Regions from separate parts of the Mus musculus genome. Here region 1 is linked to region 2. The links are chromatin contacts, called in public HiChIP or PLAC-seq maps. All regions are on one chromosome and are shown on one strand. Each heading gives the region's core, a stretch centred on a gene start, on an enhancer-like site or on the middle of the called end of the contact. The rest is flanking DNA. Distances are from core to core; before and after follow the strand shown.

Region 1 (7,487 bases), core at 2,643-5,142, 48 kb before region 2:
GGATTTGATCCACTCTCTTGATGTGTCTGAAGACAGCTATAGTGTACTCATATAAATAAAAATAAATAATCTTAAAGAGAGAAATAGAGAGAGGAAGGAAGGAAGGAAGGAAGGAAGGAAGGAAGGAAGGAAGGAAGAAAGAAAGAAAGAAAGAAAGAAAGAAAGAAAGAAAGAAAGAAAGAAAGAAAGAAAGAAAGAAAGAAAGGAGAGAAAGAAAAACAGGGTTCCTCTGTATAGCCCTAGAGCCCTGGCTGTCCTGGAACTCAAAGGCTGGCCTCAAACTCAACATCTGCCTGCTTCTCTACCTTCAAAGTGCTGGAATTAAAGGTGTGTGCCGCCACCACAGCCTGGCTTTCCCAAAGTGTCTTGTTTTGTTTTGTTTTGTGTTTTGTTTTGTTTTGTGTTTTGTTTTGTTTTTTCTAGACATGGTTTCTCTGTGTAGTCCTGACTGTCCTGGAACTCATTCTGTAGACCAGGCTGGCCTCGAACTCAGAAATCCACCTGCCTCTGCCTCCCAAAGTGCTAGGATTATAGGCATGCGCCACCACTGCCCAGCTCCAAATTGTCTTAAATAAACTATGTCCTGTGCACACCTGTCACCTTGCCACCTGTGCATTTATTGTAGTTGATCCTTTTTATAGAAAGCAGCAGACATTTCAACTAGAAATTTGTTTGTTGCTTTTGAGGTAGAGGCTTCCTGTATAGCCCTGTCTGGGCAGACTACCTGCCTCTGCCTCCTGAGTGCTGGGATTAAAGCTAACCCTCCATTCTCTCTGACCTAGCTAGGATGCAGTCATAACTTCCTGCCTGATCTCTCTGGTCCTACCTTTCTTCACTCCTCTGTCTGGTTTCAGACCCAGGGACTAGGACCTGGGTGCATGTTTTACTTATCAAAGCAGACCTGGCCTCCAGGTTCTCCCAGCATCCCTCAGTCCCTACCTGGTTTACCCTGCCCTTGACCCAAAATTTTCCAGCCCAGGGGCTGGGCTGCCCTTTCCTCGGAGCCTCTTCCCTTTGTAGTCCAGACATTTTGATCTTCTCCTCCTCTTCCTCCTCCTTCTCTCCCGCCTCTTCCTTCCCCCCTGTCCTCCCCATGGCGCCTCCCCTGGCCTCAATCCTTAGGGCCTGTGAATTTGCCCAAGAGCAGCTTCCCAATAAACCTGCCTTTAATATAGTCTAATATGATTTAAACTGACTCATTTGACCAGTAGCAGAGAAATAACTTATCATTCATCATACAGTCAAGTTGAGTTTTATAGAATTCTAACTGCTCTCTACATCTTTTACTCCTGCCTGCCATGTGCCGGAAGTGACGTCATAGGCCACCAGGCCTTGCTTCCATCTGTTCTTCAGAATGAAGTGTGGACCTTTTCTCATGCCCTTAGGAGCCAGGACCTAGGCCCTTCCCTCACCGAGCGTTCTTGCCACCTCTCATGACCATCTGTCTCCCCTGCCTCTCTCTCTCTCTCCCATGTTTTATCTGCTCAACTCTGGGAAAATGCTGTTGCTCATAATGGCACACAGCTGTAATCCCAGAACTCGGTGTGCTGACACAGGGCTAGCTTGGGCTACACAGCAAGGCCTTGCAGCAGACTAACCCCAGTACTGTCCAAGTGGAATTGTGTGTTGTATGTGCCTATGGACCTGCTGCCATAGTTCTAGAACTGTGACATTCCTGCATTTACTTATATGCTCAGAGCCATGGAACTTGCTCAGTCATTGTTGGTTGACTGAGTGTATACATTCAATGTCCCTTGGAAATACATAAATGCCAGGTTCAAACCTGGGTACTGTGTTTTATCTTTTTATATATTTATTTTCGAGACTATCTCACAAAGCCATAGGCTGGCCTAGAATTCCTCATATAGCCCAAGGCTGGCCTTGAATTTATGGTAAATCCTGCCTTAGCCTCCCAAGTACAGGAATGACTGACATGAGCCATTCTGCTTACTTTATTTATTTTGACTGGGGCTGTTTTGGAGGAAGTGTCTAGGAGTCAGCTCCAGGGCCTCACACACGCTAAGCAAGCACTCTTACATGTAAGCTGGAAGCCCAGCTCCTAGCACTCCTGTGAGCTGTAATGGGGGAGATAATCTCCCAGGATATACACTTTCACAATGCTGGACCCTACGGTGGGCTTTTAAAGTATGACTTTGATTCTAAATTGTTTATTGAGGGACCCTGACCCAGAGTGACTAAGTAATTTGCTCAGGATGAAAGGTGACAGCAGAGGCAGAAAAGCTGGTCTTCTTGGCTCCCAAGCCAGTGTGCCTTGCTGGCTAAGGAGACACATATCCTAAGCTAAGTACCCTATGCCACAGCTCCAAGGCCAAGCCCTGAAACTAGATTCAGCTCCTGCCTTATCCAGTTGTCACCCCCAAAACATTTGCTTTTAATCCCCACCTTGCGGATTCCTCACTTCTGATTTCCTTTCTTTGATCTTGATGCAGGGCCTCCCCTGTGGCGCTCAAATCCTAAAGCTATTCCAGTAAAGGCCTGTGCCTAGGCCAGGCTCAAACTGCACTGGACTCCTTTCCTCCTGTCACTCTAGCAGGCTTTATGCAAGGCTGAAGCCTGTTTGCCTTCCACTAATACTCCTAATAGATGTTGACAACATCAGCTGTTTGGGAGGGAAAACAGGAAGGATCAACGAGAAGTGGGATTTGGAGAGATAGTCTGCCTCTTTGTCCAAAGAGGACAGAGGGGAGCGGTGATCAAGGCAGTCGGTCCAGAGCTCCTGTGGCAGAATGAAGATGGTAATAGCTTGAAAGGAAGAGAAAAGCATGTGGTCTCTTCGTTGGGACAGGTAGCAGGGACCTAACTCAAAATGCACATTTATTTGTAGAGGATCCTCCTTATCCTGCAAAACCCCTCCCTTCCTTTGAGGCCCAGAGGACAGGCACTAGAGCAGCCAAAAGAATGTGTGTGGAGGGACAAAAAAAAAAAAAAAAAAGCCGGTCAGTGGTGGCGCATGCCTTTAGTCCCAGCACTTGGGAGGCAGAGGCAGGGGGGATTTCTGAGTTCAAGGCCAGCCTGGTCTACAGAGTGAGTTCCAGGACAGCCAAGACTATACAGAGAAACCATGTCCCGAAAAAAAACGAAAAAACAAAACAAAACAAAACAAAAGGTGTGTGGAGGGAAGAAAGAAAGAAAAAGGAAGAGAGAGCGAGAGCGAGAGAGCGCGAGAGAGCGAGCGAGAGAGCGAGAGAGCGAGAGAGCGAGAGAGCGAGAGAGAGAGAGAGAGAGAGAAAGAGAGCGAGCGAGAGAGCGAGAGAGCGAGAGCGAGAGAGAGAGAGAGAGAGAGAGAGAGAGAGAGAGGAGAGTGCAAGAGAGGCCAGTGAGCCCTGTTCTGGGAAATGTCTCCTAGCTAGGCACTTGGAGGTGATTATGATGTCACTTGTGGAATACTCAGACGCTTTCCCACCCTCAAGGTCAATGGAACTGGCCGCCCAGCCCTGGAGCCCAGATGAGCATTGGGCCAAGGGTTCTACCGAACCCTAGCGCCTTTGGGGCGGTAGCCCAGGCCAGAGGTTGCAGCCTAATGCTCAAGAGCTGAGCCTGGGTCGGGAGGAAGCCAAGTCAAGCAAACTTCCAGAGCCACGCCCAGCCACGCCCCCATCCTTCTGCCCCGCCCCTTACCAGTTCTCTCGGTTCTCTCAATTTTGCGGCCAGACCTTTCCTCAGTCCATCTTTTAACCGTTATTGTCGTCCTGACCCACATCGCTGTCAGCCCAGTTCTTCCACAGGACCCTACCTCGCAGAGTTCAACGTTGAACCTCAGCTTGGTCGAGCCCTCGGCCCAGCTGTAAGCTCCAGTCCAGCCCCTAGCTCCGCCTCATGCTTGCCCAACCCCCCGCCCGCCTCCCCCCCTCAGGTCTTCCAGCCCGGGTCTAAGCGTCAGTCGGGTTCTTCATCCGGGATCTCCAGCTCCTTCCAGTCCCTTCGTCACACCCTTAACGCCAGTACGGGCTTTTACCTTTACCTTACAGACCCAGCACTCAGTCCCATACTTAGCACCTTGCTGGTCCCTGCTTCTAGAAAACTCTAGCCCAGAGCCCCGCCCACAACAGTTGCTGGCCCCGCCCCTTCCAAATTCAAGCTCTAGCACCAGGACCGCCACGCCTTCTGGAGGTTAGCCAGGGACCAATCTTCATGAACGTATGTCCTTGCAGGTATCCTGGCTTTGCGTCTCCTTGGTGACAAGTCCCTCCTCCACTGTGTATAGTACACCCTAAAGCCCCCTAACCCCGGATCGCCAGACCCATCCCCCTCAGATCTACCCTTCAGATTTCCTCCCAATCCCTAGGCCCCACAGTGCCCTATTTTCCTGTTGAGAAAGTAAGGTGACTTACATTCGTGGTAACTCCATCCCAGTAGGAAACCTTCACGTTGCTCAAACACAGCGTCCACACTTCACTCGTATATCACACACGATGACGCCAAAAGTCTACACAGATCTAACATAAGAAGTACATGTGTGCGGGGTGGTGGTGGCGCACGCCTTTAATCCCAGCAACTCGGGAGGCAGAGGCAGGCTGATTTCTGAGTTCGAGGCCAGCCTGGTCTACAGAGAGAGTTCCAGGACAGCCAGGGCTACACAGAGAAACCCAGTCTCGAAAAACAAAAACAAAACAAAACAAAAAAGTATATGTGCAACTGTCCTATACATGCACCTCATGGGACTACACATTCGGGCAGGCCCCTGGGAGAACTGAGTATTGAGGTGACTTCTCACATGCACACTGGGTTAACCAACTCTGTACAAGACGATGTGAATGAATGAGAGCTGCTTCACAGATATCCCTCACGTCACATCTCTCAGTTTACCTCCAATCAGCTTCCAAAGCCAGAATAGGTGTACCTCAAAAAGCAGAGGATAGGCTGGCCATGGTGATGTTTGCCTTTAATCCACACACTTGCAGGTAGATCTCTGAGTTCGAGGCCAGCTTGATTTTCATCGTGAGCTCCAGGAGAGCCAAGATCAGGACTCAAAAAAAAAAAAGAGGGGGGGGGGTAGGGGAGAAAGCCGGATGTGGTGGCATGGGCCTGTGTGCCTTTGTTGGGAGGCAGAGGCAGGCAGATCTCTGAGTTTCAGGTCACCTGGGGCTGACCATGAAACCCTGTTTCAAAAATAAATAAATATAACCCCCTAGTAGTAAGGGTGGATTACTTCCTTAGAGTTGCTGGTCAGGGAAGCCTCTAGAACAATAGGGCTATTTACCACTGCTGTCAGCAACATTCCAAAACTGAATGGTAAGACCCTGTTGTTAATGATGTCATATGTGTTGGTTACAGGACTTGGGACTGAGCCAGAAGTGTCTGTACCAGTGGCCTGGCTCCTGTAGTACAGAAAGTGCAGTGAAGGATTTCTGGGGAGGATCATAACCCAAAGTCCTATTCAGAATTCTGAGTGTTTCATGATAGAAAGGTCACACAGCCGGTTCTGCAGGGAGATCAAACATTCTCCCCTTCAGGAAAGTTCCTTAAGCTCAGGAAGTAAACAACTCAAAGGCTTCAGGAAATCCCTGAAACTGAGCAGGTGTACTAGACCCCTTCTCCCCCAAGCATATTTAAGCAGTCAGGACTGCTTGAGAGACACTCTCAGACAAGCTGAGCTGGCTGGAAGCCCCTCTGATCTGCCCAGTTGTCCGCAGGCTGTGCAGTGTGCTCCTCATTTCCAGCTTTCATAAACTGTCACTCATACTGGAGTGGCTTTCGGTGATGCAGCCGTCTTTGAGTCATTTCTGCTTCTGTACGCAGCCCCTCACCCATATCCCTGTAAGTAACCCAATTAAACTCATTGCTTCTCCAAGTTGGACTTAGATATGTATCCTTTAGTCTACCATCAGTTCTCTATCTGGGACAAATAGATTGTCTCTCTAGGGACACAGTCACACAATACTTAGGTACATGGTAATTTTGAGGTCAGGCTGGCCTACAAGAGACCCTACCTCAAGAAGAAAGGGAGAGGGAGACAGAGAGGAAAGAAAACAGCAAGGAAAGGGTAGTTACTCAGATTTTAACCCAGAGAATCTAGAAGATATAGTTAGTCTCCAAAACCTGATCTCTGAGACGTCAGCCAGTGTGAGCCCTGTTTTAGGAGCCAGGAATGAACAGAATCCCCATAGGGGCTCCAATCCCCAAATCGCTACATGCCCCCACTACACCTATTATCTCTAGTAAGGACTCCAGCCTAGAAAATGCTAATAACGGGGCTGGAGAGATGGCTCAGCGGTTAAGAGCACTGATTACTCTTCCAAAGGTCCTGAGTTCAATTCCCAGCAACCACATGGTGGCTCACAACCATCTGTAATGGGATCTGATGCCCTCTTCTGGTGTGTCTAAAGATAGCTACAGTGTACTCATATACATAAAATAAATAAATCTTTAAAGAAAGAAAGAAAATGCTAATAATGGACTTTAATGCATAAGGCACAGTGTAAGGCTAAAATCATTAAGCATTTTTATACATGAAAGGCCCAGCAGGCTGAGCAAAAGCAGCAAGAACACTGCCCCTCACCAGGCACCCTGGAGAGCCCCAGAGGAACAGAGGGTCATCCAGTCTTTGGCATGGTGCCTGGGGGCAGCAAATGACTAGCATGGTCCCTGTCACCTTCTGGGGGGCACTGACATCAATGGATAGCTCTTTGGTCTGGAAAAAGTCAGTGCAAATGTCCAGGGGTTGAGTTCTGGAGCAGTTGCAGGTAGCACGGTACCCCGGAAATGGGAAGTCTCTGGACAGTCCTCACTGCTCAGGGACAACATGTGGCCTTTTTCTTGCTGGCAGTTAGGTACAGGTTTTTGTCATCGCTGTTGATGCCTGAAAAGGGATGGGAAATATATGAACCATGGATTGAAGGTAACCACCCCACCTCCGCTCTCTGCCACTGTTAACCAGGTGGTTAACTTACGAACAACATCTGCAATGTGCCGAGCCCCGGATTTCTCCAGCTCCGCCAGGACATTGGCCTCAAAGGTTAGTGCTGCCACACGGAAGAAGAATTCCCGGACATTCTCACCTGACATGAGGAGCAGAAACCTCAGGGGAACACTATAGAACACTGGACCAGGCTTAGATGCAGGAGGGAGAGGAGAGGTAGGCAGGTATGCACAGCAGAAGGCTGGAGCCCCAACTCACCAGTGAGGGAGGACACCGCCCAGTACTCGGCCTTAATCTCTTGGGCCACCTTGAGGGCATCCTTCTCCATTAGGGAATACTGAGCAGGAGTCTGTGGGAAAATCAGAGTCAGACCGGGGGTGGGTCCCCTCACCAAGGTGGGAAGGTCCTCCACTGGCACACTCACACTCAGGTCCTTCTTGGAACCCACAAGGAAGAGGAGCACGTTGGAAGGGTCGTTCTCCTTGAGGGCATCAGTGAGCCACTGCCTGCCACAGACGGATGGTGGATAGCATTAAAGACTGAGTGAGCCTGGCAGGCCCCGTCCATCCACTTTCCCATGTCCAGTTACGAGCTCTGGCTTTTCTCT
Region 2 (6,754 bases), core at 3,727-6,226:
TTACAGACGGTTGTGAGCCACCATGTGGTTGCTGGGATTTGAACTCAGGACCTTTGGAAGAGCAGTCGGTGTTCTTAACTGCTGAGCCATCTCTCCAGCCCTCAAAGCATATTTACAACGGGCATAGACACCATCCTAAGTCACATTATTTAGAGTGTATAATTCATTACAAGGTTTAAAGACTGAAAATTTTTGTTTTAGGTCTAAATGTAAAAAATTCTTTTAATATCATTTTGGCCAGTAGTGGTACATGCTTTTAATCCTATCATTCAGGGTGCAGAGGCAGGTGGATCACTTCAAGTTCAAGGCCAGCCTGGTCTACAGAGAAAGTTGCCAGCCAGTACTACATAGGGACTGGTCTTATACATTAAAAAAAATTAAAATATGTTTTATGCTACCATGTCTGTAAGTGCCTCTGGAGGCCAGAAGAGGGCGCTGAACTCCCTGGAACTGGAGGATGGACTACTGTGAGGCACCAGTGTGTTGGAAATTGAATCCAGGTCCTCTGGCAGAGCAGCCACTGCTCTTCACTGCTGATCTTTCTCCCTAGCTCCACTAAGATACATAAGTTGGGGTTTTTGTTTTGTTTTGTTTTTTAAGAATTTCATTTTGTAAATGAAGATGTAAGGTAGATTTTTGAGTACTTTTTACATCTGGGAGAGTGAAACCTGTGTCTAGGGAAATGTATGTTGCCTCACTGGTGGAGTCAGGACAGATAGAACAGGTTCCTGGGTAGACAGCCTCTTTCCTTCCTTCCCATTTCTAGGCACATTTTCTACCATTCTATTCTACCTCATCAAAACTTACAGAGCAGGCGGAGTTCTGGGCCGGCATGCTCTGTAGAAAGTTCCAGGACTAAATACAGGTGGTGGTGCAGGCCTTTAATCCCAGCACTTGAGAGGCAGAGGCAGGCGGATTTCTGAGTTCGAGGCCAGCCTGGTCTACAGCATGAGTTTCAGGACAGACACAGACACAGCTACACAGAGAAACCCTGTCTCGAAAAACCAAAAAAAAAGCAAGCAAGCAAGCAAGCAAACAAAAATACCAACAACTAACACAGACTTTTCTCCCTCTTGTTTTAATTACTGATTCTTGTTTCTCTTGTGTGTATAACTGTATGTGAATGATATGGAGGGATGTCAGAGCACAATTCTGTGCAACTGGTTCTCTCCTGCCACCTCTATGTGGGGTCTGGGAGTTGAACCCAGGTAGCTAAGCTTGCATAGCAGGCACCTTACCTACTCAGCCAGGTCAGCAGTGCCCCACTCCCGTTATGCTTTTGGAATCCAGACTTCATCAGACAACAGGGCTGTCCCTGAAATGGCAGAGACCCTCCTGACTCAGCCATGTCAGTGTTAGAATCCCAGGTGCAAGCCACTGTGCTCAGCTCCCACCAAGCCCACACTCACTGTGTTTCTGGCTCATGTATGTCTCTCTCCTGGTCTCTTAACGTTCATATTTATATCTAATTTAAAGCCTTCATGGGTCTAGGGCTACACTTGGTTAGTAAGGTTCTGGTTTGGATCCCCCAAAATGCATTAACCGGGCATGATCTTGTATACCTATGATCCCAGAACTTGGAAGATAGGAGCAAGAAGAATCAGAAATTTAAGGTCACCCTCAACCTCAAAGAGAGCTAAAGGCTAGCCTGGGATACGTGACACTCTATTTTTCGTTTTTTCTTCTGAGACAGGGTTTCTCTGTGTAGCCCAAACTCAATCTATAGACCAGGTTGGCCTCAAACAGAGATCCACCTATCCTTGAGTGCTTGGAATAAAGGCATGTTCCATTGCCACTTGGCTATGACACTAAATGAATGGATCAACTGAAACCTGTGTGTGTGCATGCATGCATGTATGTACATGTGCATCTTCGAGAGTGCGTGTGTTTGTGTGTGTCTGTGTGTTTCCCGTGTGTTTACCTGTGGAGGCCAAATGACACCAGCTACCTTCAACAATCACTCCTCTATTTCATTCTCCCTCATTCTTAAAAAAAAAAAAAAATCAGTACTTTGAGAATTTTGTATAACTATTTTGATCAAATTCATGCCTTCCCCTACAGATCCAATCCTTACTACCATAATTGAGACAGAGTTTGTAGCTCGTTAACTCCAAAAGACTAGCCAGCTAGTAAGCCTCCCAGATTTTTGTAAGCACAGCGGAGCTTGGCTTTCCTTGGGTACTGGGGAGCCAAATCCAGGTCTTCCTGGTGGCAAATGAGCTATCCTCTTAGTTCGTAAAACCTACCTTATTAACCTCTAACACTGCCTCATACTAACTATTCCTGAAATTCTTTTTGGGCACGCGCGTCCGCGGAGGCCCAGCCTGTGAGCATTCTGGAACTGGCTGCAAGGGTTGTTAAACATGAGCCTGCGGAAGCAACCCCCTAGCGACTTCTTAAAGCAGATCATCGGACGGCCAGTTGTGGTGAAATTAAATTCTGGCGTGGATTATCGAGGGGTCTTGGCCTGCCTGGATGGCTACATGAATATAGCCCTGGAACAGACAGAGGAGTATGTAAATGGACAGCTGAAGAATAAGTACGGAGATGCGTTCATCCGTGGAAACAATGTGCTGTACATAAGTACACAGAAGAGGTGGATGTGAGACACCAGGAGGCACTGCTCTTCAGAGATGGACAGATGAAGTGGTTTTGGTTCTCTTACCATCTTAGTTGGCCTGTTTTCATGGTGGCTGGTGGGAGTTTGTTTGTTTGTTTAATTGACATTGGAATAAGATAGAGGTATTGCATTACAGATTGACTCTTAAGTTTTTCACACACACAAAAAAAGAAATTCTTTTCTGTTGCTTTGCAGCATAGTAAAATAATAATAATTAATAATAATAATAATAATAATAATAATAATAAATGTAGCACTTAGGAGGCAGAAGCAAGAGATTCCCTAAGTTCAAGGCCAGCCTGGTCTCCACAGAGAAACTCTGTCTTGAAAAAACAAAACAAAACAACCCAACAAAGCAAGAAGATAGAAGGAAGGAAGGGAGGAAGGGAGGGAGGGAGGAAAGAAAAGAAAGGGAGAGAGAGAGACAGACAGACAGTGAGCCCCAGGTTCAAACTGGCTGAGCTGTGGTACTTCATATCTATAACACCAGTCGGGAGGCAGAAGCAGAAGGGCAGCCTTGAGTCCCAGGCCAGCCTGGGCTACAGAGGAAGATCCAATCTTAAAAAACCCAAGACAAAGAAAGCATCCTGTGGTGGCCTAAGTCCCCATCAGGCTACCACAGCAGCAGTGCACTGTTGCTGATACCCTAGCACAGTGCCTGTCCTGTAAGACACACTGCACATCTGACAAGGGCTTAGTGCAGGACTGTCCAAAGGAACAACGGACTCAGCTGAGCAACAGAAGTTGAAAGTGCTGGGTTTTATTTAGTTCACATAGGAACTAAATCAGATCTGCTTCTGAGTTCTTCTCTGTCTAATCTCCTCTCCGTGTCGAGTAGCCATCTTTACTTGAAACCCAAGAGGAAGACCTGGAATAGGAAGTGGCTTGTTGAATAAAAGGTCTAAGTTTAAAGTGAGTATCAGCCCTTAGGTTTTCCCCTAGTGTGGCAAGATGGGTTGAAGTACGCTTCCACTGATGCCGACAGCGAAAAGAACAGCTGAATTAGAAGAATGAATGTGTGTGGGGGGTGTGGGGTGTGGACTGGGAGCATCTGCTGAGGGGATCCCCGAGAGTGGCACACTGAACAAAGGTGCCCTTACTCTAGGATACGACACCACTCGCTCCCTATACTAGATAAAGCTTGGCCCTTGGGGCAGGGGAAGCCCCCGGTTAACATCTATTTTTCTTCTTTTCCCTCTTTCTCTGGGTCTCGTGGACCTCATGCCAACTCTGAAATCCTGATGCTTCCGCCTGTACTGCCTGTGTCCCCATGATCAAATTTATATTTGATATTTTGAAACAGGGTCCCACAATGCACACCAGGCTGGTCTTGAACATCTGACTTTTGCCATGGCTTAGATTTCAGAAGCATGCTACTATGTTCAGCTTCCGATTTGATTTTTGGAGATAGGATCTCACTATGGAGTTCTGCATAGGCTTATTCATCATCTTCTGGTTTTAGCAACAAGTATTAGGATTTAGGTGTGTGCCATCATGCCCAGCTATTGGTGATGTTTGTTTGTTTGTTTGTTTTTGATTTTTCGAGACAGGGTTTCTCTGTATAGCCCTGGCTGTCCTGGAACTCACTCTGTAGACCAGGATGGCCTCGAACTCAGAAATCCGACTGCCTCTGCCTCCTGAGTGCTGGGATTAAAGGCGTGTGCCACCACACCCAGCTGGTTATGTATTCTTATGGCAACTCTCCCAACATGCAGGCGCATTGGCACCTTACTTGCCTAACAAATTCCTCTAACCACAGACAGTAGATCTTTCAGTTTTGTCTGAAAAAGAAAAACTTACTTAAATAGCTAGTATGGGTTTCATATGGACATGGCAGTGTAGGGAACTGAGAATCTGTGGCTAGAGAAAAGGGCTGTATCTAGGGTCAAACTCTGGCGCCATCATTTAACAAGTGAACACTCTGTGATTCCTCACTTGTCAACAGAAATGAAACCTGCTTTAATGTTATAAAATTACTGGTATTAAGAGGCTCAAACAGGAAAAATGTGGTATGAACATGAATCACAGCTGTTTATGGTTATTTCAGGAAAAGCAGGTTTGGCAGAGTCTGCCCAGTCAGAACAAAGAAACTGATCATGGGAGCAGCAAATGTTAGACCCCTGACCTTAAGCTGGAGCGCAGGGTGGGACAGAAAGCAGTGTTGTCTACTCAGGGAACTAGGGGTGGGTGGGGTTCCTAAATCCAGCTTCCTCCAGAGGTTGCACTGGTTATCCTTTTGTTTTGAGATGTGATGGAAACTTGGAATCTACAGGGAGAAGGGTTGGGAGTCTGACCAATGAGTTCTGGCCCAGCAATGGCTAGTCATGTGACGTATACAAGCCTTGTGTGTAGAAGAAACAAGGAATGGGATATGTGACTCACACTGTACTCTGCGCTCTAGCAGCTGAGGTAGGAGCATTGTAAGAGTGACAGGCTGTCTCTGAAAATTAAAGCAAAAAATAAATAAAGGCCAGAGTCTTCCATGGAGAGTTACTGAAGAGTGACAGTGAGGCCTGGCAGGTGAGGGTCGTACTGTGCGGGCAAGCTTGCAAACCTAACTGAGATCCTGGGAGCTCACAGCGCCAACACCCGCAGGCTGCAGAGGCACACGCCTGCAGTCACCTGACCTGGGAGGCTAGCAAGAAGGATCACTGCAGCCCAAGAGTTTAAGACCATCTTGGGCGACATAATTATGCTCAAATTCAACAAGCTAAATCAAACAAATATAGTGCATATAAAAATGTAATATAGTACCTAACACACAGTGAGCATTAGCGATACCATGTCACTCAGTTCCAGGGGAGCCGATGCCCCCTTCTGGCCTCGATACATAGCCACGCAGGCAGAACACCAGCACCCAGCAAATGAAGAGAAAAGGAGCATGCTAGCTGGGTATGGTGATGTACACTTGTAATCCAACTCTCAGAGCTGAATCTAGAGGTCAAGGACAGTCTGTCTCAAACAAACCAACCCCTTCCCCCATCCACAGAACAAACCAACACAACAAAGAGAACCTGTGGTTATCTCAGGCATCACACAGTGACTGTTTTGACGAGCCACCACTTTACCTGTGATGCTGAGCTAGGAAAGTGAGCAGGGATCTGGGGCTAAGAGAGAAAAAAAATCAAAATCACATTTCCTGGTAAAAAGATAGGCCAGGAGAAAATCAAATTTATAAGCAGAGTTCTTAAATAGCTGAAGATTCTCAAAGCAAGGGACCCCATGGCACATTCTAAGAGGACATCCACCTAAGCAAGTATGTCCCTCTGCAGCTACAGAGCCAATCCAAGCCAAGATGTCCAGGGTTTGTTTTGGTTTTGAGACAGAGTCTTGGACTGTAGCTCAGGATGGTCTTAAACTAAAAATTCTCCTGCACCAGCCTGTCAAGCACTGGGGTTACAGGTATGCACCCCCACACTGGGCAGCTCGTTCCTTGGAGTCATTGGATGGTATGCCTACAAGTGTGTTCACGGAAGCCAGGACTAGGGCACAGCCAAGAACGGTGGGATGCTTACAGAACTTAAACAACGTTACTGCCCATTCACTGCTCTGACAAATGAGGCTGGGGTGTAGCTGAGCACCTGACTGCTGTTTTGAGTGTTTTTGAAGCCTCAGGCTGGACTTCCATCACAAAGAGACAGGGGGAATAGGACAGAGAAAAAGCGGCTTTGACAAAGCCAGTCCAGCAGGGCCTGCTTACAGAGTCAGACAACCATGACAAGGAACGTGTCACCTTCAGTAGACAAAGTCCTAACTAGTGAAGGTGAGTTTTCTGCTCCTACAAGAAAGTGAAGTTAAATGGTTGTTTGCTGTTGTTGAGTTTTTAAAAAATACTTTTATGTGTGTGGGCATTTTGCCTTGCATGTATGTCTGTGTGCCATTTTGTGCTTAGTGCCAGAGGAGGGCACATCAAATGCTGTGAAACTGAGTTACAAGTTGCGAGCTGCCACGTCAGTGCTGAGAATCAAACCTGGGTCCTCAGAGGGGACAGTTAATGTTGTTAACCACTGCTTCCTCTCCCCAGCCCCGCTGTTTTTTGATACAGGGTTTCATATACCCCAAGGAGACCATGAACTTTTAGTCTTCTCGCCTCTATCTCCCAAGTGCTGAGATTACAGGTCTGTGCCAATATGT

What was found. HiChIP or PLAC-seq counts read pairs in DNA pulled down with a chosen protein or histone mark.
Region 1: a contact with region 2 is called in an H3K27ac HiChIP or PLAC-seq map of embryonic stem cells, with 5 read pairs. The contact joins the promoter of Proca1 here to the enhancer-like site in region 2. A contact is called at or near these places in 6 of 484 Hi-C or Micro-C datasets (the AML12 cell line, bone marrow-derived dendritic cells, stem cell-derived neurons and 3 more), 4 of 115 datasets of contacts at active chromatin or transcription factors (embryonic stem cells and microglia) and 3 of 9 other capture datasets (adipose tissue, liver and pancreatic islet).

Annotation. Positions count from the first base shown.
Region 1 is chr11:78,191,107-78,198,593 of GRCm38.p6, reverse strand. It overlaps Proca1 (protein interacting with cyclin A1), which reads right to left and starts at 3,892. Exons shown (of 4, transcript NM_001368876.1): 1 at 3,640-3,892. The coding sequence starts at 3,721. Rab34 (RAB34, member RAS oncogene family) reads right to left here. Exons shown (of 10, transcript NM_033475.3): 7 at 7,305-7,386; 8 at 7,139-7,229; 9 at 6,912-7,019; 10 at 6,401-6,820. The coding sequence ends at 6,753.
Region 2 is chr11:78,145,048-78,151,801 of GRCm38.p6, reverse strand. All of the region lies in intron 2 of Fam222b (family with sequence similarity 222, member B), which reads right to left. It also overlaps the pseudogene Gm12571. Among named protein-coding and RNA genes, the nearest start is that of Traf4, 17 kb to the left of the region's middle. Within about 2 kb of position 4,976, at least 36 of the 459 cell types and tissues checked have an H3K27ac peak or open chromatin away from gene starts, as enhancers often do. A contact at or near this core is called in embryonic stem cells, where this site is marked.